Regions from separate parts of the Mus musculus genome. Here all the other regions are linked to region 1. Evidence: chromatin contacts called from public HiCAR-type, HiChIP or PLAC-seq and promoter capture Hi-C data. All regions are on one chromosome and are shown on one strand. The core of a region is the stretch at or near the end of the contact, and the rest is flanking DNA. Distances in the headings are between cores, read along the strand shown.

What was found. Promoter capture Hi-C pulls out the DNA fragments that hold promoters and counts their contacts. HiCAR-type assays count read pairs that join an accessible place to other places. HiChIP or PLAC-seq counts read pairs in DNA pulled down with a chosen protein or histone mark.
Region 2: a promoter capture Hi-C map of embryonic stem cells shows a contact between it and region 1, with 3 times the contacts expected there. The contact joins the enhancer-like site here to the promoter of Lyplal1 in region 1. A contact is called at or near these places in 8 of 39 promoter capture datasets (the 3T3-L1 cell line, cranial neural crest, embryonic stem cells and 3 more), 3 of 484 Hi-C or Micro-C datasets (embryonic stem cells and nephron progenitors) and 1 of 115 datasets of contacts at active chromatin or transcription factors (embryonic stem cells).
Region 3: a contact with region 1 is called in a promoter capture Hi-C map of hippocampal neurons, with 2.4 times the contacts expected there. The contact joins the enhancer-like site here to the promoter of Lyplal1 in region 1. A contact is called at or near these places in 11 of 39 promoter capture datasets (the 3T3-L1 cell line, 3T3-L1-derived adipocytes, cranial neural crest and 5 more) and 3 of 115 datasets of contacts at active chromatin or transcription factors (embryonic stem cells and stem cell-derived neural progenitor cells).
Region 4: an H3K27ac HiChIP or PLAC-seq map of stem cell-derived neural progenitor cells shows a contact between it and region 1, with 3 times the contacts expected there. The contact joins the enhancer-like site here to the promoter of Lyplal1 in region 1. A contact is called at or near these places in 11 of 39 promoter capture datasets (the 3T3-L1 cell line, cranial neural crest, frontonasal cranial neural crest and 6 more), 5 of 484 Hi-C or Micro-C datasets (the AtT-20 cell line, myocytes, nephron progenitors and 1 more), 12 of 115 datasets of contacts at active chromatin or transcription factors (SST interneurons, astrocytes, cardiomyocytes and 7 more) and 3 of 9 other capture datasets (adipose tissue, liver and pancreatic islet).
Region 5: a contact with region 1 is called in a promoter capture Hi-C map of 3T3-L1-derived adipocytes, with 5 times the contacts expected there. The contact joins the enhancer-like site here to the promoter of Lyplal1 in region 1. A contact is called at or near these places in 8 of 39 promoter capture datasets (the 3T3-L1 cell line, 3T3-L1-derived adipocytes, embryonic stem cells and 3 more), 1 of 115 datasets of contacts at active chromatin or transcription factors (stem cell-derived neural progenitor cells) and 1 of 9 other capture datasets (liver).
Region 6: a HiCAR-type map of astrocytes shows a contact between it and region 1, with 2.4 times the contacts expected there. The contact joins the enhancer-like site here to the promoter of Lyplal1 in region 1. A contact is called at or near these places in 7 of 39 promoter capture datasets (the 3T3-L1 cell line, cranial neural crest, hippocampal neurons and 3 more), 5 of 115 datasets of contacts at active chromatin or transcription factors (astrocytes, embryonic limb bud, embryonic stem cells and 1 more) and 2 of 9 other capture datasets (adipose tissue and liver).
Region 7: a contact with region 1 is called in a promoter capture Hi-C map of the 3T3-L1 cell line, with 2.5 times the contacts expected there. The contact joins the enhancer-like site here to the promoter of Lyplal1 in region 1. A contact is called at or near these places in 10 of 39 promoter capture datasets (the 3T3-L1 cell line, 3T3-L1-derived adipocytes, cranial neural crest and 5 more), 2 of 484 Hi-C or Micro-C datasets (muscle stem cells and nephron progenitors) and 2 of 9 other capture datasets (adipose tissue and pancreatic islet).

What each region holds. Positions count from the first base shown.
Region 1 is chr1:186,115,988-186,118,687 of GRCm38.p6, forward strand. Lyplal1 (lysophospholipase-like 1) reads right to left here and starts at 1,323. Exons shown (of 5, transcript NM_146106.2): 1 at 1,170-1,323. The coding sequence starts at 1,263.
Region 2 is chr1:186,509,157-186,512,063 of GRCm38.p6, forward strand. A730004F24Rik (RIKEN cDNA A730004F24 gene) reads right to left here. Exons shown (of 2, transcript NR_131158.1): 2 at 2,682-2,907. Among named protein-coding and RNA genes, the nearest start is that of Gm35426, 24 kb to the left of the region's middle. Within about 2 kb of position 1,560, at least 6 of the 459 cell types and tissues checked have an H3K27ac peak or open chromatin away from gene starts, as enhancers often do. A contact at or near this core is called in embryonic stem cells, where this site is marked.
Region 3 is chr1:186,432,086-186,434,966 of GRCm38.p6, forward strand. No RefSeq gene overlaps it. Among named protein-coding and RNA genes, the nearest start is that of Gm35341, 26 kb to the left of the region's middle. Within about 2 kb of position 1,441, at least 30 of the 459 cell types and tissues checked have an H3K27ac peak or open chromatin away from gene starts, as enhancers often do. A contact at or near this core is called in hippocampal neurons, where this site is marked.
Region 4 is chr1:185,680,679-185,683,410 of GRCm38.p6, forward strand. No RefSeq gene overlaps it. Among named protein-coding and RNA genes, the nearest start is that of Gm35023, 63 kb to the left of the region's middle. Within about 2 kb of position 1,388, at least 24 of the 459 cell types and tissues checked have an H3K27ac peak or open chromatin away from gene starts, as enhancers often do. A contact at or near this core is called in neural progenitor cells, neural stem cells and stem cell-derived neural progenitor cells, where this site is marked.
Region 5 is chr1:186,527,901-186,530,600 of GRCm38.p6, forward strand. The region is part of intron 1 of A730004F24Rik (RIKEN cDNA A730004F24 gene); the gene reads right to left. Among named protein-coding and RNA genes, the nearest start is that of A730004F24Rik, 29 kb to the right of the region's middle. Within about 2 kb of position 1,426, at least 2 of the 459 cell types and tissues checked have an H3K27ac peak or open chromatin away from gene starts, as enhancers often do. A contact at or near this core is called in 3T3-L1-derived adipocytes, where this site is marked.
Region 6 is chr1:186,626,471-186,629,365 of GRCm38.p6, forward strand. Tgfb2 (transforming growth factor, beta 2) reads right to left here. Exons shown (of 7, transcript NM_009367.4): 6 at 2,413-2,566. Among named protein-coding and RNA genes, the nearest start is that of Gm35546, 41 kb to the left of the region's middle. Within about 2 kb of position 1,316, at least 37 of the 459 cell types and tissues checked have an H3K27ac peak or open chromatin away from gene starts, as enhancers often do. A contact at or near this core is called in astrocytes, where this site is marked.
Region 7 is chr1:185,740,958-185,743,809 of GRCm38.p6, forward strand. No RefSeq gene overlaps it. Among named protein-coding and RNA genes, the nearest start is that of Gm35023, 120 kb to the left of the region's middle. Within about 2 kb of position 1,329, at least 30 of the 459 cell types and tissues checked have an H3K27ac peak or open chromatin away from gene starts, as enhancers often do. A contact at or near this core is called in muscle stem cells and second pharyngeal arch cranial neural crest, where this site is marked.

The sequences.
Region 1 (2,700 bases), core at 73-2,572:
CTCATCACTGAATTCTCTTGGGTGCTGGATTATTAGGCAGCTAGCTATAAAGGTGTAAGTCTCGTGCCAGGCCTTTCCCTTTACACAACTTTTATTACTCTATTTCTAGAATGATACACCATAGTTGAGGGTTTCCCTCCCCCTCCCCCCAGAATATTAATTCCAAGTCAGACATTTGGATTCAAACCCAGCCTCACTACTCCTTAAGCAACAGCAAGAAAGCGTTTCTAGTCCCGTTTTGTTTTTTTTTTGTTTTGTTTTTTTTTTTCAAAATGGAGGGAACACTCCAATCCCGTCGTGTTCTAGTCCCCTAAGCCTACACAGGCCTCAGCATAACGCAGTGCTCCTGAAAAGCTCTGACAAGCCCTTCATTCACAATGTCCAACCCCATTTTTTTTTCTTTCCTTACTATTCTCTTGGCAGTAGCCCATGCACCATCTTGTGATCTCCTATCCACTGCTGACTCAAATTAATTGAATTGTTTTTGTTTTTAAATTTAGGTAGGCCCCTTGAGGACACCGCCTGGATCTCATTTCTTAAATTAAAAAAAAAAAAAAAATTTTTTTTTTTTCCTTTCCTGAGAACTTACCCCGGGCCAACCAAGCACAGTGAGCAAGGATTAAGTCGGTGATTCTTGTGTTTTCCTCTAAGGGTGCTCCCTAAATGAAGCGGACTTTATACTTACCTCGAAGGTTTTACAAGAGGGCATAGGGGAAACCAGGGTGGTGGACCATCAAAAAAGACAGGTGGGAGGCGCAGGGGAAACCCGCTGGTGGTGCTAAGCATACACTTACACAGTGTAAATATGATCCAAAAACGTCTCTATGACACCGGCAAGGCAGACAACAGCTTAGGACCTGCAATAGGGGTGTGTGGTGGGGTATGTATGTCAGATCACTGCTGGTCGACCCTGAAACAGTGGTTAATCCACGTGCCTGGAGACTTACACCGATATGGTGCTATGACTGAACTTGGGGTTAGGTAAGGACTGCCGTTCGACCATGCTGTGGGTGCACGGGTCAAGCACACCAGCGAAGGAAGGAAGAGGATGAAGATGAGTGCTATACAGAAAGAGGAGCCCTCGGGCGACCCTGGGCGCTGGGGGACCGAGAAGAGGGTGCTTCCCCTACTGTAGCGAGCGGGTCGGAGACCACGAGACTGTAATGCACCTGAGCCGTGCAGGAAGATCAGCGAGGCACTGTGTCTCCCGGTCGGGGACACCACACAACGCGGCAGGTGAACAGCGCTGGGCACAGCAGCCATGGCGGAGGAGAGATGGCAAGGCGCGCGGCCACGTCCCTAGCGTCACGGGGCCGCGCGCGCAGGCAAGCAGCACCAGCATGGGTGTGCGCATGCGCCGTGCCTGGCGCCCCGCCCCTAAATCTGACGAAGGAGTGCTCAGCTCTGGATTCTGCTGAGGAATGCTTTCCTTAGGTCAGGTTCCTCCATTGTAATGACTGAGAATAAACTTTAGTCCCGAGAATTTGCTGCAGGTTTTAAACTGCAGTTCTAAAGCTCAGGATCACCCAGTTTGGGAAATATTACTGTCTTTAAATTTTTACAGATATAACCATATTTTATATAACCATCCGCTTTGGGGCTTGCACCAGATGTTCGTAGCTTTTTGCACACAGGGTGACCCAGCCATATAATAATTTCTTTTGTATGTGTGTGTGTCTTTGTCTTTTTTCTAATAGTTAACAGATAGATCTAATTTAATGAGCTAGGACTTCACATTCTTTGGCATGGCTGTTAGCAAAACTGTGGGCAATGATTAGTGGAAATGATTACAAGCTGGAGATGGTTGTGCGTGGCTGATGGCAGCAGGAAGTAACATGAAAATAAGTGTGGGATTAAATGACCCACAACTTCAATTTCTGGATACATCCCCTTCCTAAAAAGAACAAATCAGGCACTTAGATAGAGGCTCCTACATCACTATCTGCGGTGGTATTTACAGACCGCAAAGGATAAAACAACCCCCATGCCATCTCCACGCGGATGGACAGGATACATGGTATGCGTGTACCAGTAAGTACCGTCACTGCTAACAAAGACAGAATTCCCATCCCAGTACAAAATAGACTAGCTTGTGTTGTAATCATAAAAAGATAAAGAGCTATAACAATATGTTCTGGCAGGGTGTGGGGGAAGGATATGTCTCAGCGGGCCCATGCCAAGGCAGTCCTTTCCCCTGTATAGAACAGAGCTTATTCAGGGCATGGGGAGAGGAGTTAAGAGTGTAGAAGAGGCAGAGAGAGGCAGGGAGTAGAGAAGCAGAGGCCCGCCATGAGCACGTGTAGAGAGGGGTGAGGGGAATGGGGCAAGAGGCAAGGGAGAGAGAAGCAGAAGTAAGAGAACACGAGAGGCAGGAGAGGGAGAAGGGGCCAAGCAGCCCCTTTTGTAGTGAGTCGGCCTACCTGGCTATTGCCAGGTAACTGTGGGGATGGAATCCATACAGAATACCAATAGCTTTGAAAACACTGTGTTGGTTAAAAGAGACAGATAGAAAAGGAGAAACTAACTGACTCCATCCAGACAGGCAGTAAAAGAAGGCTTTCCTTACAAGGGCCAACTCACTATAAAAGCCACAACAGGAAGGTAATAGGGACTGGAGTCCTACCTGCAGGCTAGGCTTGGCTTCTTACCTGGAACTTGACCCTTCCTAGAGTCACAATCACTGTTAGACAGGGCCAGACT
Region 2 (2,907 bases), core at 310-2,809, 390 kb after region 1:
CTCAACCCCAAGTCTCTCACATGGTAGAAGCAGAAAACTGACTCTCAGGTTGTCTTTTGATTCCACATACCGGCCCCAGCACAGAGGTAATCACACATACAGACACCACATGCAGCCATAGCACAGAGGCACTCAGACACAAAAACAAACACACAGAGATGTTTGATGCTAAACTCATGGCTTAAGTCATTCAGGGCCATGAAAGCAAAGCTCTCCTCAGGGCTGGAGAGCTGGCTCACAGGTTAAGAGCATCTGCTGCTGGTCTTCCAGAGGATCCGGGTTTAATTTCCAGCATCCATATGGTGGCTCACGACCACCTGTAACTCCAGTTCCAAGGGATCTGGTGCCCTCTTCTGGCCCTTCTGGCCTCTATGGACATCAGGTATGCATGCAGTACACAGACAGACATACAAACAAAACAACACCCACATACATAAATTAAACATAATATATATTTTTAAACGCCTCCTGGGACTGTCTAGTTTCCTAACCGCCACCCTCCCTCCCGAAACCCCCCACTCTGCTCCACCCCTCACCCCTCACACCTACTGTTCCTATGACAACAATATCAAAGCCCATGCACTCCCAGCAAGCCCTCAACCACTGAGTGTGATTCCAAACTCAGGACTACGTCATTCGGGTTCTTCTAGTAGTTGTGCCTTGGAGTTATTTTATTCATAAAATTGTAATATAACTTTGATAAGAATGATATCACCAACAAAAAAATTAATTTAGAAAACACAATTCTTTGTGATAGTCACCATCCCACAGAGAAATATAATATACCTTGGTGTTGTTTCAGATCAACCTTTATAAAGCTCTGAAAATTGAGAATTTTCTTCCTAGGAGTCTGGTTTATTTATTGATATAACTACTCATACAGATTGATATTACTTTGTTTTATTGGTTTGATTTATTCTTTTTTCCCCTTAAGTTGATTTACTCTCTCTCTCTCTCTCTCTCTCTCTCTCTCTCTCTCTCTCTCTCTCTCTCTCTCTTTCTCTCTCTCTCTCTCCCCCTCCCTCTCTCTCCCTGGATTGGCAGCATTCACCGTTACCAATGAAACATCTCTCTAGCCCTGGTTTGGTTTATTTTTTCGTTGTTGTTTTTTGGTTTTTATTTTTATATAAATGATATTTTCCAGTATAGTGCATGGCTGTTGACCATACATGAAACCATCAATATTTATAACTATCATGTATCTCTGATGAGCTCTTAGGAACCTAATAGGTTTGGTTTTTTTTTTTTAATTAATTCTCTTGGAGTGGTAGCATGTGAAGTCAAGTTGTCTCCCAGGCTCCATGCTTCATCATCTGCAGTGAGAAAGCACCCAATTATTGTCTTATTGATTAGTGCTCTGCATAGCACTGGAGTGTTCTGAAGATAATTAAGACTCACACTTACTTTAAATAGCCAAAGAACTGTCATGTGATTCCCCCATCTGAACTGTGTGGGTGATGGAATGCATATGCAGCCCCCAGCAATGCAGCTTCCTGCATAGACATAGACACAGCCGCATAGCAAGGCCTTCAAGGGCACTTCCTTCACACAAATGGCCAGGGCAGCTGGAGATCATTTTCATGCAAATCTTCAAGAGCTTTGGTATTCCTAGTCCACTTTGTGCAGGCATTAGAAGAATGAAAATGAAGGTTGAACCGACCTTCATGAGTTCTTCCTTCTGACTGACATCCATTTGCATGTGCTTGTCTAGAACCAATTCATTACTTGCCCTAGTCAAACATAATTAGAACAGACTAACTGGAAAGGATGCCCACTGTCTCCAAGGACCAAGCACATCTACCTTAAACACCCAGTGCTGTAGAGAAAAGAGCTCTTTTCCCCTGAGGTTAGTCTGACACAGTGGTGATGGGCTTGGGCCGCTCCAGATGGGAAAACTGAGATGTTTCATTTAATATTGATGTGCTTTTAGACAATATCCTCCTATTGTTAACATTGGGTCCATGTTACACACTAGAAAGCTTTATGGCTCTGTCATATGAATGTGTGCTGTTTAAGGGAATAGCTTAAATACTTGGCTTTATGGTGGTCTCAAGGATAACTTTGCAGCCCTAAGGGCTGAGCCTCTTCCTCAAGATTCAACATGGTCTCTAGAGCCTTAGGATTCAAATCTCCGTTTCTGGGATCTTAGAGGGGGTTGCGGTGGAGATAAGAGTGAGAGTTGGTGTAATTAAAAGTGAAGTAGAGCAGGAATATTATTTAGGTCAAGTTCTCTGAAACTGCCACCCAATCCTTCCAGCTACATCCATTGACCAAAGCCCAGCCCCACCACACTGTAATGGCTTGAACCTGAAATGTCCACTATAGACTCATGGTTTTGACACTTAATTCTTGGCTGGTGGTGGTATTTGAGATGGTCAAGAAACTTTGATTTTCCGTATCTAGTCAGAGGAGGTTAGTCAGTGAAGGTGGGTTCCTGGGAGTGGCCACTTCTCACACTGCTTCCCAGCCATCCAAGATGTATACTAAACTGCCCTATCGTGGCTTCCCCACCAAGATGAACTGAATCCTCCAAAGTTTGAGACAATCAATCTTCCTGTAAGTTGCTACTATTGGGCATTCCATCACAGAAGTGCAAGCAACTCGAGTGTCTTAAGTGCAGAGGACATTGGGAAGAGGAATCCTAGTTAACTGAAAAGCAGATTTCTAATTGAGAAAATCTAAGTCATGGATATGGGTTTACTTTTAAAATGAGCATAATGATAGTGACAATTTCAAAGCTTTTGTAATGGTTAATTGACATTACTAATATCTTACATAGTAGTTGTTTTCATTTCATTTCCAGATAGCATTGCTAAAGTACTCTAACAAAACCAACTTTGAGAAAGAAAGTCTTGGTTGGCCTCACAGTTTCAGGTGACAGTCCATCACAGGGGAGAGTCTAGGCAG
Region 3 (2,881 bases), core at 191-2,690, 320 kb after region 1:
AAAATGAAATCAGCACTATCATAACTCCATCACCTTTCACTAACACCACCAGCTCTAGGGACCTTCAACACACGAGCCTTTCAGGGTGACACTTCTTATCTGAAATCATAACAGCTCCATTCCCATGATGCTCTACAGCACTGCTCCAATCACTTGGTGGAGATCGTTTAGGCTGTTAAGAGTCAAGGCCTGGTCACACTCCTTAACTATTTTAATAATAAATTATTTCCTTGCATTTCCACTTGGAATGGTTGAATTTGGGCTTCATTGTAGACTTAGCAAACATCTCGAGCGGGGTTTCAAATACCTTTCATCTTCTATAACTAAAGTATATTTAGTTAAGCGCTGCCCCACTTATTTTATTTAAAGCCCATATATGCTTTATAGGAAATGTTGCTCACATTTTTTTTATTCATTTACATGTGAAGTCATCAAAATACTGTTTTGGAGTTTTGAAAGCCGAGAAGACTTCACAAGCATTTTGTAAGCTGGTTTTTTTGTTTGTTTGTTTGTTTTGTTTCTTCTTCTTCTTCTTCTTCTTCTTCTTCTTCTTCTTCTTCTTTTCATTCTTCTTCTTGTTCTTCTTCTTCCTCCTCTTCCTCCTCTTCCTCCTCCTTTTCTTCTTCTTCCTCCTCCTCCTCCTCCTTCTTCTTCTCTTTCTTCTTCCTCTTCTCGTTCTTCTTCTTCTCGTTCTTCTTGTTGTTCTTCTTCTTCTTCCTCCTCTTCCTCTTCCTCTTCCTCCTCCTCCTCCTCCTCCTCTTCTTCTTCTTCTTCTTCGTCTTCTTCATCTTCTTCTTCAAAACAGGAAACTTCCCAGTGCCAAGAACAAACAAACTGGAAGCACAGGAGGCAAGAAGTTCTTGAAATCTCCCAAACACGAAAGGTTAAGAGGGTTCTAAGCTTAGCAGGTCACCTTTCCTCATCCTTGTCTTTAATGTGGTTGCTGGTTTCCCTTCAGGCCAACTCTGTAAAGCCCGGTGGAGATGCATGGCAAAGGGGCAAAAAGGGAGAGAAAATAAATAAGAAACAGAGGTAACCTTCAAGTCAGGCTTTGTTTCCCAGGCCTCTTTAAGTGAAGCTGGTGACATCAGACACCAGGACAAGGAGGGAGGCACCACTGTGTAATTATTCACAAGATTTGTGTATAAATCTGGCTCAAAGCCAAGCCTCCACAAAGCCTGTGGTCCTCAGCCCTTACCTTCAGCCATCGCCTTGCTAGTCACCTGCAGGCTGCTCATTATCCTGTTCTGAGCTCAGCCATAAATCACCAAGCCTTGCTGCCTCCCAAAGCCAAGAAGCAACCTCATCCTGTGCTTTGACTGCCAAAGGGGCTCTGCCCAGTTTTGATTCTGTTCGGGTCCCATGGATTCTTGCAGGGGCGTGTGTGGCAATGGCAGTGTGGGTGGGCAGAGCAGGGCTGTACCATACCACAGGCGAGCTGGGTTTTTGGCTCTCCAGATTGTCTCCCCCTCATCCTGGCAGATTGCTAAACCTGGTGCTTTGGTTCCCAGAGGCCGGCATCTCTGAAATTTAGGTCCACTTCCAAATCTTGCGAACAAAATGCAAAGCACTCCGGGCCCTGCTTTCTGAGGCTGTTGGCGCCAGAAAGCTATCTGCATTTTTTCCCTTTTACATCCTAATTCCGAATTTAGCTCTCTTTTTACATTTGGCCTTAGAATCCAAGGAAAGGGGAAGGGTAGATTCCAAAAAGGAACATTATTTAGCCCAAGTTAACCCACATTTAAAAAAAAAATCCTGAAATAATCAGGCTGGCATAGCTTTCACATGTGCACTGGCGGGAATTTCTAAGTCCTCCAACCGGGAAACTGAAAAGGGAATATTTTTTCCCATCAAAACCTGCACCCCAAAACAATTAACACTCAATTCTTTGTTTTTTTAATTAGAAGGCAAATCATTTATCTCTTCTTTTACATTGCCTCTGAGCCAGTGGAGAAAAAAAAAAGTCCACCACAGTTAAAATGATCAAATATGTATGTGGGATTTTCATTAGAAATTGAAGAGGCGTGGCTCATTGTGCTCAGTCCATTTGTTCAGGGTGCGTTCCACCTGTCACCACTTACAACAAGCCCCACCCACCTAGCACAAAGCAAAACAAAACAACCTGATTCTGTTATTTAAACCCTAACTTCTCAGAGAAGCTAAAGAGGCAGGATAATAGGATGCAATTATAATTGTTCTTTGTGGGTTTTGCAAACAAAGAATGCATTTTCCTTTCTCTCAGTGCTTGCAGGAAGCCAAGGCTAAGCTGGATGTTGCACTCATGTCAGGGAAACTGGAGGCTCTTTCCAAAGCTGTTTAAAATGCCTTGCAGGAGAGAGTTTCATTCCTTTTATTTTCCTTTAGTTCCTTCACTTTTAAGGGATCATAACCCTCTAGCAGGCCACTCATGCAGAGACATGCGGCAGAAGAGAGGGAAGGAAGAAAGAGAGGGAGGGAAGGAAGGAGGGAGGGAAGGAGGGAGGGAGGGAAGGAAGGAGGGAGGGAGGAAGGGAGTCTGGAGAGAGAGAAGATGGAGAAAGGGAGACAGGAAGAAAGAAGGAATGCAGAAAGAGCAGAAAGACAGGAAGGAGGAAAGAGGGGAAGAAAGAGAAATGAAGGAAGGGAAAAGAAAGAAAGGGGGAAGGAGAGAGAGGAAGGTAGGGAGAGGGAGAACACCTACAATTAATAGAATAGGAAGACAGGCCAGAGACCCTACACATGAGGCAGATAGCACAAGGAGGTATAAGCTGTGATTGGTTGAGCTAGGATCTGCATAGAAGGCAAACTAATTTTAGCCTAAACCAACACCAGTCAAAGGAACCAGGAAGGATATAAAGACAACCTCGCAGGTGCTGACAGGAATGTGATCTTCACTGCCTTT
Region 4 (2,732 bases), core at 138-2,637, 440 kb before region 1:
ATGGGAAAAGCCCCATCACTGGGCATCCTCCACAGTCAGATATCTCCTTTCAGCAAAGCCTTGGTACTTGGCTCGGGAGACAGGAGACAGGAATGCTCTTTTGTTTGTCCTTACGGCTAATAGAGACTTGCTTAAAACATCATTAGTCACCGGGCTGGAGTATCTCTGAGCAACGCCTGCCACCCCTTGAGGGATGGCAGCCAGAAGGTGATCAGGGACTTCTGAATACTTCTAAGGAAATCTGAAATGCAGGGTCCTGAGGGTGGCCAGGTTCTCTGAAACACAGCAGGTCAGTTGAATATCCGGGAGGCACCAATGTCAAAACCAGCTGCCACTTGGATATATCTGTAAATTCTTCTTAGTGCTAAGCAAATGAGAAATTATAGCAGGACTTAGGCATGGGCAGAAGTTAAAAAATCAGGACTCCAGGAAATGGCTTAGGGGTTAAGAGTGCTTATTGCTCTTGCAGAGGACCTGGGGTTCAGTTCCCAGCACCCATAAATAGTCGAATTACAACCTATGTTCGCTCCAGCTCCAGAGGGATCATAGGCCCCTTATGACAGGTGCACATAAGCTTACACACCTGCACCCACTGGTACACAAAGTCACCCACACTACACCTATATGTGCACACAAGAGTGTACACGTGTATGCAAGCGAATGCACTTGCGCGCGCACACATGCACACACATACACACACACACACACACACAAACACACTAACTACACAGTGAGTTCAAATTCATGACCAACTTACAGCGTGAAACCTTCCTTCCAAACTAAACGATCCACAAATGACTGGGAATATATTCATTGTCAGATATATTCAGGGCTCAGTTTGCTTTATTTTTTTGTTTGCTGTGTCTTTTAGATTCTATGGGATTCTCCCCTCCCCGCTCTCTTTTTTTGTCTTTAAGAAGAGAGAAAGGAGAGAATCGAAGAATCACCAAGGCAACTTTCTCCTGCAGCTCTGACTTCTCCCGGCTTTGTCTCCAAATTTTGAGCCAGCCTGGGTGAATGAATGTGAATTTTATCCCTGAAAACAGAGACCAGCTGTCTGATGCCGGCTTCTCTTGCCTGTTTGATTGGCAAGGCTTTCTGTCTCGCTTCCATTAGAGAAGAAATACTGTTTAGATTTCGACACGAGATATCGCCGGCGGAATAAACAGTGCCGTTCTCATGATAAAGTAGATGTTTAAGAAGGAAGGTTTATTTAAACCTTCTAGTGAACCACATTCCACTTGAATTCCGAGACACTCCTACAGGAAACAACTTTTATCAACTTAATTTTGCTATTTTCCAAGCCTGTTGTACACCCAGCAGCACAGTGTATGCCTTGGTAGCCGGGTAACCTTTATAACTAGAGGCTGAAAAGAGGTGCGCTCAGAGAAAAGGCCGAGTACTGGAGGTGAACGGCAGGGGGCGCTCGAAGACTAGGCACTGCGGGAAGGCTAAGGGCCTGCTAAACCAACTTTTAAAAATTTATTAATTCTTTGAGAATTTTATAGAATACATATTGATTATATTCACTCACCATTCTTCCTTTAACTCATCCCAGATTCACCAACCTCCATAATGCCACCCCTCACCCAACTTTATGTCTGTTTCTGTTTCTTTTTAAAAATATCTCAATCCCCATTTGTGCTATTCATACAAACCCGAATGAGGGGCCATCCCCTGTATCCCAGTCCTTTTCTTCCTCCTCTTAAAATGTAGGAAAGGAAAAATGACAGAGCCGCAGCCAGAGAACACAGGACGCCAGAGCACCAGAGACATGCAGCTGAGGAACCGAGTTTTAAAATTGCTCTTTCTTTCAGAGAACTCAAGGAACTTAGACCACATACTGTTATTTTCCACGCCAGTCATTCCACAGCTGTCCTGGCAAACATCCCCTTCTCTTCAGCAGCCTCCTAACTTTCATCCCACCCTAAAGTTCAATTTGGGCCCTGGGCTGCCCCAGCCGGGGAGATACTGTGTAGCATTCAGATCTGAGTGATCATTAAGCCTGAATACTCTAAGCAACAAGACTCAGGTGATTGTAAGCCTCTGGCTGTTCTTTATAACTAGACTTCTGAGTTCAAAAAAATATGTCTGTTAGCATATTCAAGGAACTCCCAGGCTGGGGAGATGATGTAGTTCAAACTTGTGCAGTCCCAGCGTTGTTCCTTCCTGGGAAGTACAGACAGGAGGATCGCTGATGCTCAAAGGCCAGCTTGCCTGGGGAGGCTCTGTCCCAGATGCTTAGAACATAAGAATCAACACCAGCTTGGTTGTCCTCTGACCTTCCCTTTTGTGATGGGCACACATGTGCTCACATTCACACGGGTGAATGAACATGCATAGTCGTGCATACACACACACACACACACACACACACACACGCACACGCACACGCACATGCACACTCGCGCACACACACACACACACACACACACACGCACGCACGCACACACGCTCTCACACACACAGAGCACACACAGAAAGGATGCTCTCTTGTAGAGTAACCAGAGTTCTGGCTGAATCAGTGGAGGATTTAGAACAAAACTCGTAGTTGGCCTAGGACCAGCCAGAGTCAAGCTCCCGGGCCTCCCAGGTGGTGTGGCCAGTCACTCCTGAGAGGGTAGAAGAAGACAGGGATGCCCTGGTGTTGGGATTCAGAGATGTGCACTGAGGAGCTCTGCTTTCCCATTTATTGTTTAATCTCCCAGGCATGTGTTTCTTCATTTGTAGGG
Region 5 (2,700 bases), core at 176-2,675, 410 kb after region 1:
GAGGCCTTAATGAAGGGGGCTGGAATGCTGTCAACCTGCTCTGCCTTGGATCCCACCTGCGGTCAGTTAAAGGGCACATAGAAAGAAATCATCATGAAGTTGGAAATCTGGGAAGTGGGTGGTCATTCCCTGAGAGAAGCTACCTAAGTCTGCTCCTTTAGTTAGCTTATTCCGGCAAATTCAACATAGACAATGTTTGCTGATGGTAGCCATTGATGTAAACCCTTCTATGTCTTCTAAATACAATATGTAGGCCCCAAGGAGCTATCAACAGCTATAGTATTCTTTCCACATAGTTTTGTTTGCCTCGGTAGCAACACTATGCTGGGGTATGGCTTTAGTGGCCCTTGAACTGGTTCCTGAGCTCTTACAAATGCCCATGGCCACAGATCTACAGGGAGACTTTAAACTAAAGGGAGGCACATGGCACAACAAGACCATTGAGAATTGTCCCACATAATCTTCCTGTATTTGAAAAACAGCCATACCAAAAAAAAAAAAAAAAGGAAAAGAAAAAGAAAAAGAAAAAAAAGGAAAGAAAAGAAAAGAAACTTCAGCTCATGAGTTGGCAGAGAATTGTGGGGAAAGTTTTGGATGGAAGGAAAGCCAGTGAATGTTGGTTTTTTGGCCCTGCCTTTTCATAAAAGGCAAACATGACTCTTCCTTTAGTGAAGTATGGCTGGGCAATGCTTAGAGAACTCCCCAGCCCGCCGCAGCTCTAGTCAGCTTATCTAAACCAGGTTTGGATGATCTGAGGTTTTCTGGGTTCTCCAGTGGGTCTGGGAGATGTTAGGCAGACAGACAAGATTCCAAGGCTCCTATTTCTTGTCAGCAATGTGGCGCTCACACATACCAGCTAATAGAAGCTTACGACCCAGAATTAATTTGGAAAAGAAAGAATGACCTGCCAGAATTCTTTAACCTAAAAAACAGGACGGCAATTTAGTCTGGCTTTGCATTTTCAGCAAAGTTTCCTATCACCTCTTGCCTCGGGACTTGCGGACTTGAGGGAGTCTAGTTTTAATGAAGACAATTTCAGAGGTCTGGGTAGATAGTGAAGGACCAGTGGACACACTGACCCTGGAGGAGTGAGAGGGTCCCACGGATACCAAGGAGGGGTCAGATGAATCACTTCCTGTAGCAGCAGGTTTCCATCTAAAAATAGGCAGTTCCTCCCGAGTTATACTTTTCTGTGGAAAAGGAAAAACTGAAAAGAACAGGCTAGAGTGTTTTTAATATATTTTTGTCCATGTCGAAAGGTTTAACTACCAGAGAGCATGCCTGGCTCTAGCCATTTGCCTCTCCTTCTCTGAACTACGGCGTCTGCCAGAACTCTGACTTTGAGGATTGACAAATGTCGCTCTTGGAGTTTCTTTATACTCATATTAAGGGAACAAGGGTGGAAATCTGCTTAAAGAGATGGGGCTCCCGCAATACACAGCTTCAACTTTGTGCCTTGCTGATGAACAATGCGTGACCTTGTATTTGGTAACTGTGAAATTGGTTAACTTTTAAATTGTATTACAACAACTTACTAATTCAGTAGCTAAGGTTCTGAGAAGAAGCCTGAATTTATTTTTGTATTCTGAAATAACAGATTTAAAGCCAACGGTTACGTTAATTCCCAATTTAGATCCTTACAAAATAGTTTAGCTCTAATAACAAATTAGGGCATAAAATTTGGATAAAATTGTGGTTGCTTATCCTCCCAAATTTAAATACAAGGTACAGTGACTTACATTATTTAACAATAACGGTTAAATGTGACTTGGGGGCTGGAGAGAGAGAGCAAGGCTGGTAAACTGTTTGCCTTGCAAGTTCGAGGACCTTGATGCAAGGCCCAGAAGTCAGGTCTAAAAGGCTGTATATGCAGACACACCCTTCTAAGCCCAGCAGCGGGGAGACCAAGGCAGTCGATGCTGATATTCACGTGGTTGCTAACTTAGCTGACTTGGCGATTTCCAGGTCAGTGATAGACTGTCTCAAAAACCGGACAGACTGTGTCTAAAGAACAGTAGCTAAGGCAATCTTCTAGTCTCTACACACACATGACCCCTTCACCACACACACACACACACACACACACACACACACACACGCACACGCACGCAAAATGTAACTTCTGCTGAAGTGCTGATTAGCTGGCTTATTTGTTTTTATTGTTTTTAGATTATAATGTAATTAACAATATTTCTCCCACTCCTTCAGTCCTTACAAGCCTTCCCATGAACTTTTTTCTTACCTCCTTTTTCACTTAATGTTATTACATGACTAAGTGTGTATGTATATAATATGTATATACTACTAAATATCTGTTCAGTCCATACAATGTTATTGTATGTATGTTTTCAGGTCTGACCTTTTGGCATTGGATAACCAATTGGTGTGCTCTTCCCAAGGGTAGACTATCTCTCCCATTCCCAGCATTCCTTGGTTGTAGTCCTTCGAGTAGGGCTGACTCATAGACTTCTCTGTTTGCTTTGGCACATTCATTGATGTCATCCATGTTCAACTCATAGCTGAGCAGTCAGGTTGATAAGACTTCAGGGGTGTATCTTCAGACATTACTAGAAAACAAAATCTCACAGCAAACTCCCTGACCCTCAGGCTCTCTCAATCTTTCTTTTCCTCCTTCTGAAGTGTTTCCTGAACTTCTGCTGAAGTAGCTGCTTTGCATGTATCTGTTGGGACTGGGCTCCA
Region 6 (2,895 bases), core at 66-2,565, 510 kb after region 1:
TTAGAATTTTCCCACAAGTTGACTTTGGTTCTTTGTGTATGTATTAAACAAATGACTCCATCAAAAAAAAGATTGGACCAAACTGTTCAGGTAGCAGATTTTTCTAATTTTTTCCCACTAAGTCTACTGGCCTTTGTTACATAAAGGCCTCAGGCTTCCTGCTATTTTTTTTTTCCTATATAAATTCGGAATCAAAGTTTGCATGGATACCCATTTCACATCGCCACATCAATTCAGAGCTTCTGGGACTCAGGGACTCTGCTCACTTTGTCTATGCCCTGTAAGTCCAGGAAGTCTCATCTGGATGGTCAACGATAGAGGATTTTCCATTGAAATCCACATAAGAACTGTTATCTGCCCCAAGGTATAGAAAGCATACCTGCCTGCAGCAGGATATCTGTCAGTCACATGTCGTCAGCCACATGTCTTCACGGGCCAATGAAATGCAACTTACATTTTCATTTAAAACAATCTGTTTTCTTACCATGACTGCATAATTACTGGGATGCTAAGAGTGGAGAAAAAAGCAACCTGAAAGCCACAGGCATTCTTCGTTTTGTTTCACTTTGATGCAGCCCTTACCTTGGTTGCCTACACTATATCACAAATCAGGCTGACCTTGAACTCACTATATAGCCCAGGTTGGCCATAAATTCCCAATCCTCCTGTCTCAGCCTCTTGAGTTTTAGAATTTCAGGTGTGCATCATCATGATCACCCTTCCCCCAAACCACTAACTTCTGGTCCCAGTTGCTCAACTTTCCTACAGGTCACTTAAAGCAATCATAGTACCCGACCCTCTGTTACCATTCCTCACGCCACATGGGGAGTGACTAAGTTCAAGAACTAAATAGCAAGTCCTAAGGCAGAAGAGAAAGTGTTGCATGTGGTTCTGCAGCTTTATCCCCTTCTCCATCACAGAGGTGCATGACTCTTACTGATGGAAGTGTGTAGGTCACCCAGTGGTGACAGAGACATTTCCAAGGATGCCATTAATGTGCTAGTCAAACAAGTGACCTTTTCCTCGAGATTCCCTGGGATGTTTTCAACCAAGGACAAGAGGCCTGTTGAGCACAGCAACACTGCCTACTTTATTAGGCTACCCCTGGCTTCTTGGGGATCTATCCAAACCACATATTTGTGACCATGACAGTTATTCTTCCTTCTCCTTGAAAAACAAGCCAGGTCTCAGCCTGCATACACTCTCTCTGTATGTCAGGGAGGAGAATTACGCTTCGACTTGGCAACCAGGTCCTGCCTGCGTTACAACTACTGCTGCTGCGGTCCAGATGAATCAGGCTGGCCAGAGAGCTTAGACAAAGGGACAGGCATGAGCCAGCTTCCCTCACATGGCCAAGCACGTGGTCACCCCCGAGTGCCAAGCCTACAGGGGCACTGGGAAAGGGACTGGAGGAGGGGAAGCCATGTTTGTCCACTTCAATTCCAGTCCAGGCAGGCATTTATAAATAAACAGGCCTCATATTTACTAATACATAATCTTTCATATGCAGAAAGGAGCCATTTTTGTAACATAGATTGTCTAAAATAATTGATAACCCCTAACTCTTGAATATAGCCCAATGTGATCTCTCTGGCAGCAGATTCATTTTCCTACCCTGCAGTGAAAGCAATGTTCCTAATGCCTCTTTAATAAGGAGATTTACAGAAGCATAAAGAGCAGAGCAGAAACCTCTACTCGCAGCCACATTTTAGGAATTAAGCTCAGAGAGATGGAGTGACAGGAACTGGGTTATAAAGCAAACAGGGCTGCAGTCCAAGGTCTGTGTCACCGCAGATTTGTTTTTATCTGGGGTTAGGCAGTCACAGCATCTATATCCTGATTCCGTTGTCTATAGAGAAATTCTGTTTGAACAAGATTGTTTCTGAAGTCCTTCCCATCTTTAAATTCTACACCATGAGCCACAGAGAGGAATCTCATGGAATAATGTATATATTAGATATATTAGTATACAGAAAAAGTTTGTGTTCTCTGGGCTGGGGAAACATGGCATCTGATGTTGAATTTCTTGCTGAGTTAGCCCTTTGTCCTCATTAAAGTAACGTGATAAAATACTTAGCTATATCTTCACTTTGAGTCCTAGTCAGAAAGATTTAGAGAGACAAATGTCATAGCACATGCCTGTAATCCCAACACTTGAGAAACACAAGCAAGAGGATTGCCATAAATTCAAGGCCAGTTGGTCTATATAGTAAGCTCCAGGACAGCCATGGCTACACAATTGGATACTGTGCCAAAAGGAAAAAAAGTAGCAAGCAACAACCAAAAAAAGATATTTATCTTAAATATACAGTTTGCATTTTACAGCAACTGTTGAGTTTGGCATCATCATCATCATGGCCATCATCACTGACTTAGGCAAGAGTAGGAGAAACCAACACTCCAGATACTTACTTTGGTGTGTTGAGTGTCTGAACTCCATAGATATGGGCATGCCCCAGCACAGAAGTTAGCATTGTACCCTTTGGGTTCATGGATCCATTTCCATCCAAGATCCCTCTTAAAATCAATGTAAAGAGGGCGAAGGCAGCAATTATCCTGCACATTTCTGTTCAAAGAAAAAGCAGAAGGAATTTTGGAGTTGATTTTGTATGCACCTCACCTTCAGTCAGAAAAATGACCCATTCACTTATTCCATTAACCTCGAGCACCATGAGATGGGTCTTGATGACTTATAATCTCATGTAATGTCAACAGTGAGACACTGTGAGTCCCTGGATTGCTGTCCCTTATGTATTCTGTACTCTGACTGTCTCATATGTGACCTGGAAAATCAATACACACCTCCAATGCTCATAGGCATAATCAGGAAGGCAGTTGAAAGGGGCAGAGTCTTTTCTGTAGAACATCTGCTGCACATTCCTGCCTCTATGGCTG
Region 7 (2,852 bases), core at 79-2,578, 380 kb before region 1:
TACTTCCTTATTTTGCTAAAACAATTCAAATTTTATATGGCCAGAAAACAAAAAGAGTCATTGTTTTTTTTTTTCTTTTTCCACACAGCTCAGTTCTTTTATTTCTGGTAATTCTGGCATACTTTTTGATGATGATAATCTTAACAGCTGATCCCTTCCCAAATGCCACTGACTTAGGAGAGGGCATTCCCTTCTAGAAGGGGAGGCAAAAGAGCCTTGAGCGGAGACAGAGTTACCAGCGTTCCTTTGTCTCTAGCAGACACTCATTAGGATGGGTGCAGTCACTCAACAAGAGGGTTTTGAGGACCAACAGCAGCAGCTATAATAGGATTCTCCCTGTATTTGATCTCGCAACCCCCCAAGTCAGCTGCTAATTAGATGCCATATTTATCTTTTTCTCCTCTAAGTGCCTAGTAACACTCAGCTGCCCCCACAGAAGAACCCAATACAAACAACTTTTACCTAGTCTCCCCTGCCTCCTGGTCTCTTTCCAGACCTCCCTCATACAATTTTCTTAATTATATCTTCCAGCATCCCCAGCTGTCCCATTGAAGCAGCTGCCTCTAATCCTAAATAAATATTTCCTGTTCTCCTTAGAAACAATTGAACCTAGCCCATGCCAAGCCTTTGGCATCTGCGGGGCTCACTGGTGGCCGCGAGGCAGTTGCTCTTTACCCTTGGAAATTGAGCAGAGGCTAATTCTAGTCTATTCTCATTACAGCTCTTTGTCTTTGAATAAGGCTGCCTTGGTTGCTGTGCCTGCAACTTTTCAGTTATGCATACTCAGTTGACTCACTGAAATCGCTTGCAGGAACGGTTTGCCCTCTGGGCAGCATTAGAAACAGTCAGGACGAGTGCCAACCCGAGTGTGTGAGCGTGGATAAGCAGTGCTGTAGATTGGGCTTCCAGAGGCTGTGGAACTGGCTCTGGGAAGGCCGGTGCAGAGCTTGGCCTTTTCTCTGTCACCTCTGCCTCTCCCCTAGATGCTGATGGCAGAGCTGTTGTTTCTCTAACTTGGCTGTATTCTGGGATAGCTGGAACGTTTAGGACAGTGCTGTACCTGAGCAGACTTCTCCTTCAGATCTGATTTACTGGGATTGGGAGATGACTTTAGGATGTTTAAAAACTGAAGTGGCAACAACATGATCTCCTGATCTAAAAATACACTTCCAACCCAACATAGATAACCCCCACCTCTTTCTGGGTCTATTTATTTTAAAGGATTTATTTTATTTTTAATCGTGTGTGCTTGTGCATGCATGCAGAGGTGCAGGGCATGTACATGCAGGGGCCAGAGGCATCAGGTACCTCTGGAATTAGTGTTCCAGCTATGAATCTTCTGGCCTAGATGCTGGGAACTGAGCTCAGGTCCCTGTAGGGGCAGTGCTCACTTTTCACAGCCATTGTCTAGCTCCAAGGGCCTGCTTTCCCAGTCCTCTTGCTGTTCCTTCTGATTGACAGTGTGTTACTGTTCCATCAGTGTGACAAGAATACAGAGATAACAAACTCACAAAGATGAAAAATCTTATTTGGTTTCTGAGATTTCAATTTATGGTCATTTAGAATGGTCTGTTAGGCCCACAGTGACCAGGATGCAAAGCAAAGCAGGACAAGGCAAGGCTCTCGATGTCCCCTCCAAGGGCACATCTTCAATAATCTAGGTTTTATTGCCTAGGCATCATATCTTAAAGGCTCCATCACTTCCCAATAGTTCCACTGACAGAAGGTATAGTAGGAATTTATAATCCTAATACGTCTCTATAAAAGACACACAATCCAGGAATTTTATTTCCAAGCCACAGTCTAGCTTCTGCAAATCTAGGGCTATACTAACTTATTCCCCAGCTATAAAGCCCCTTGTTACTTGCTGTTTCTCCTGGCTGTGCAGTTCTGGTCCATGGTGGCTTCCTCCTCCACCAACTTCCTCTCTCCCTACCTGCAACATTCTTTTGAACTTCCAGTCCCACCTTACTCCTTACACTGTCCAATCACAAGTTCTAGACTTTTATTGATCAGTTAGATTGAGGAGAAGATTCACATAGCATCACTTGAGTACCCTTGAGTACCTGAGGAGGATCTACTCTTTGGGGGCAACCACATCTCAAGGAACCAGTATTTAGAATTAGAGTACAAGCAGCATCAGACCAACCCACTACAGAGGTCATCTAGGGAAGGGTATGGCAAGCAAGGTAAGTTTCCTGGAGATGGCCACACATTCTGTATGACTGCATCGGGTGCACTCAGGAGAGGCACAGCCCTGGATACCTCATTCCAGAATTGCTTCTTGCTGCTGACATGCCTTTCCTGTCACTATTACATAGCCTAATGAATTTTGGGCATCAGCTCATCCTATTGGGCAAATTTCCTGCTGATCAACATGAAGATGAATTTTTATTAGGTGAATTAATCATAGCATTCCTGCTTTGATTCAAATAATTTTAAGAAGAAAGTTTAATGAGATGGTTTTGTCAGAAAGATGTAACAAAGTTAGAATCAAGAATAGAATGTGCCCCTCCTCATAGAATAGTAAGTAAAGGCTGAATAATAAGGAATGCAATAAGCTTTCATAAGTTACACTAAGAAGAGAAATAAGCTGTGGTAGATCTGTGATCAAAGAAAAACATTTATTCTAGGTCAGATCCAAGGATGAAGCCACAGGTGTACACTATGACAAAGCAAGTCTATATATAACTGTTGCTTTGAACTTATAATGATCTTATAGAATGAAGTGCAGCTTTGACTTACTATTGACATCCTTCTGTAACTTCCCCTCTTATGTAACATTTTATGTGAGGTAAATTTATAAAGAACTTTTGTCAAAGGTATAAATTGCTAGAGAGAAGAAATAAAGT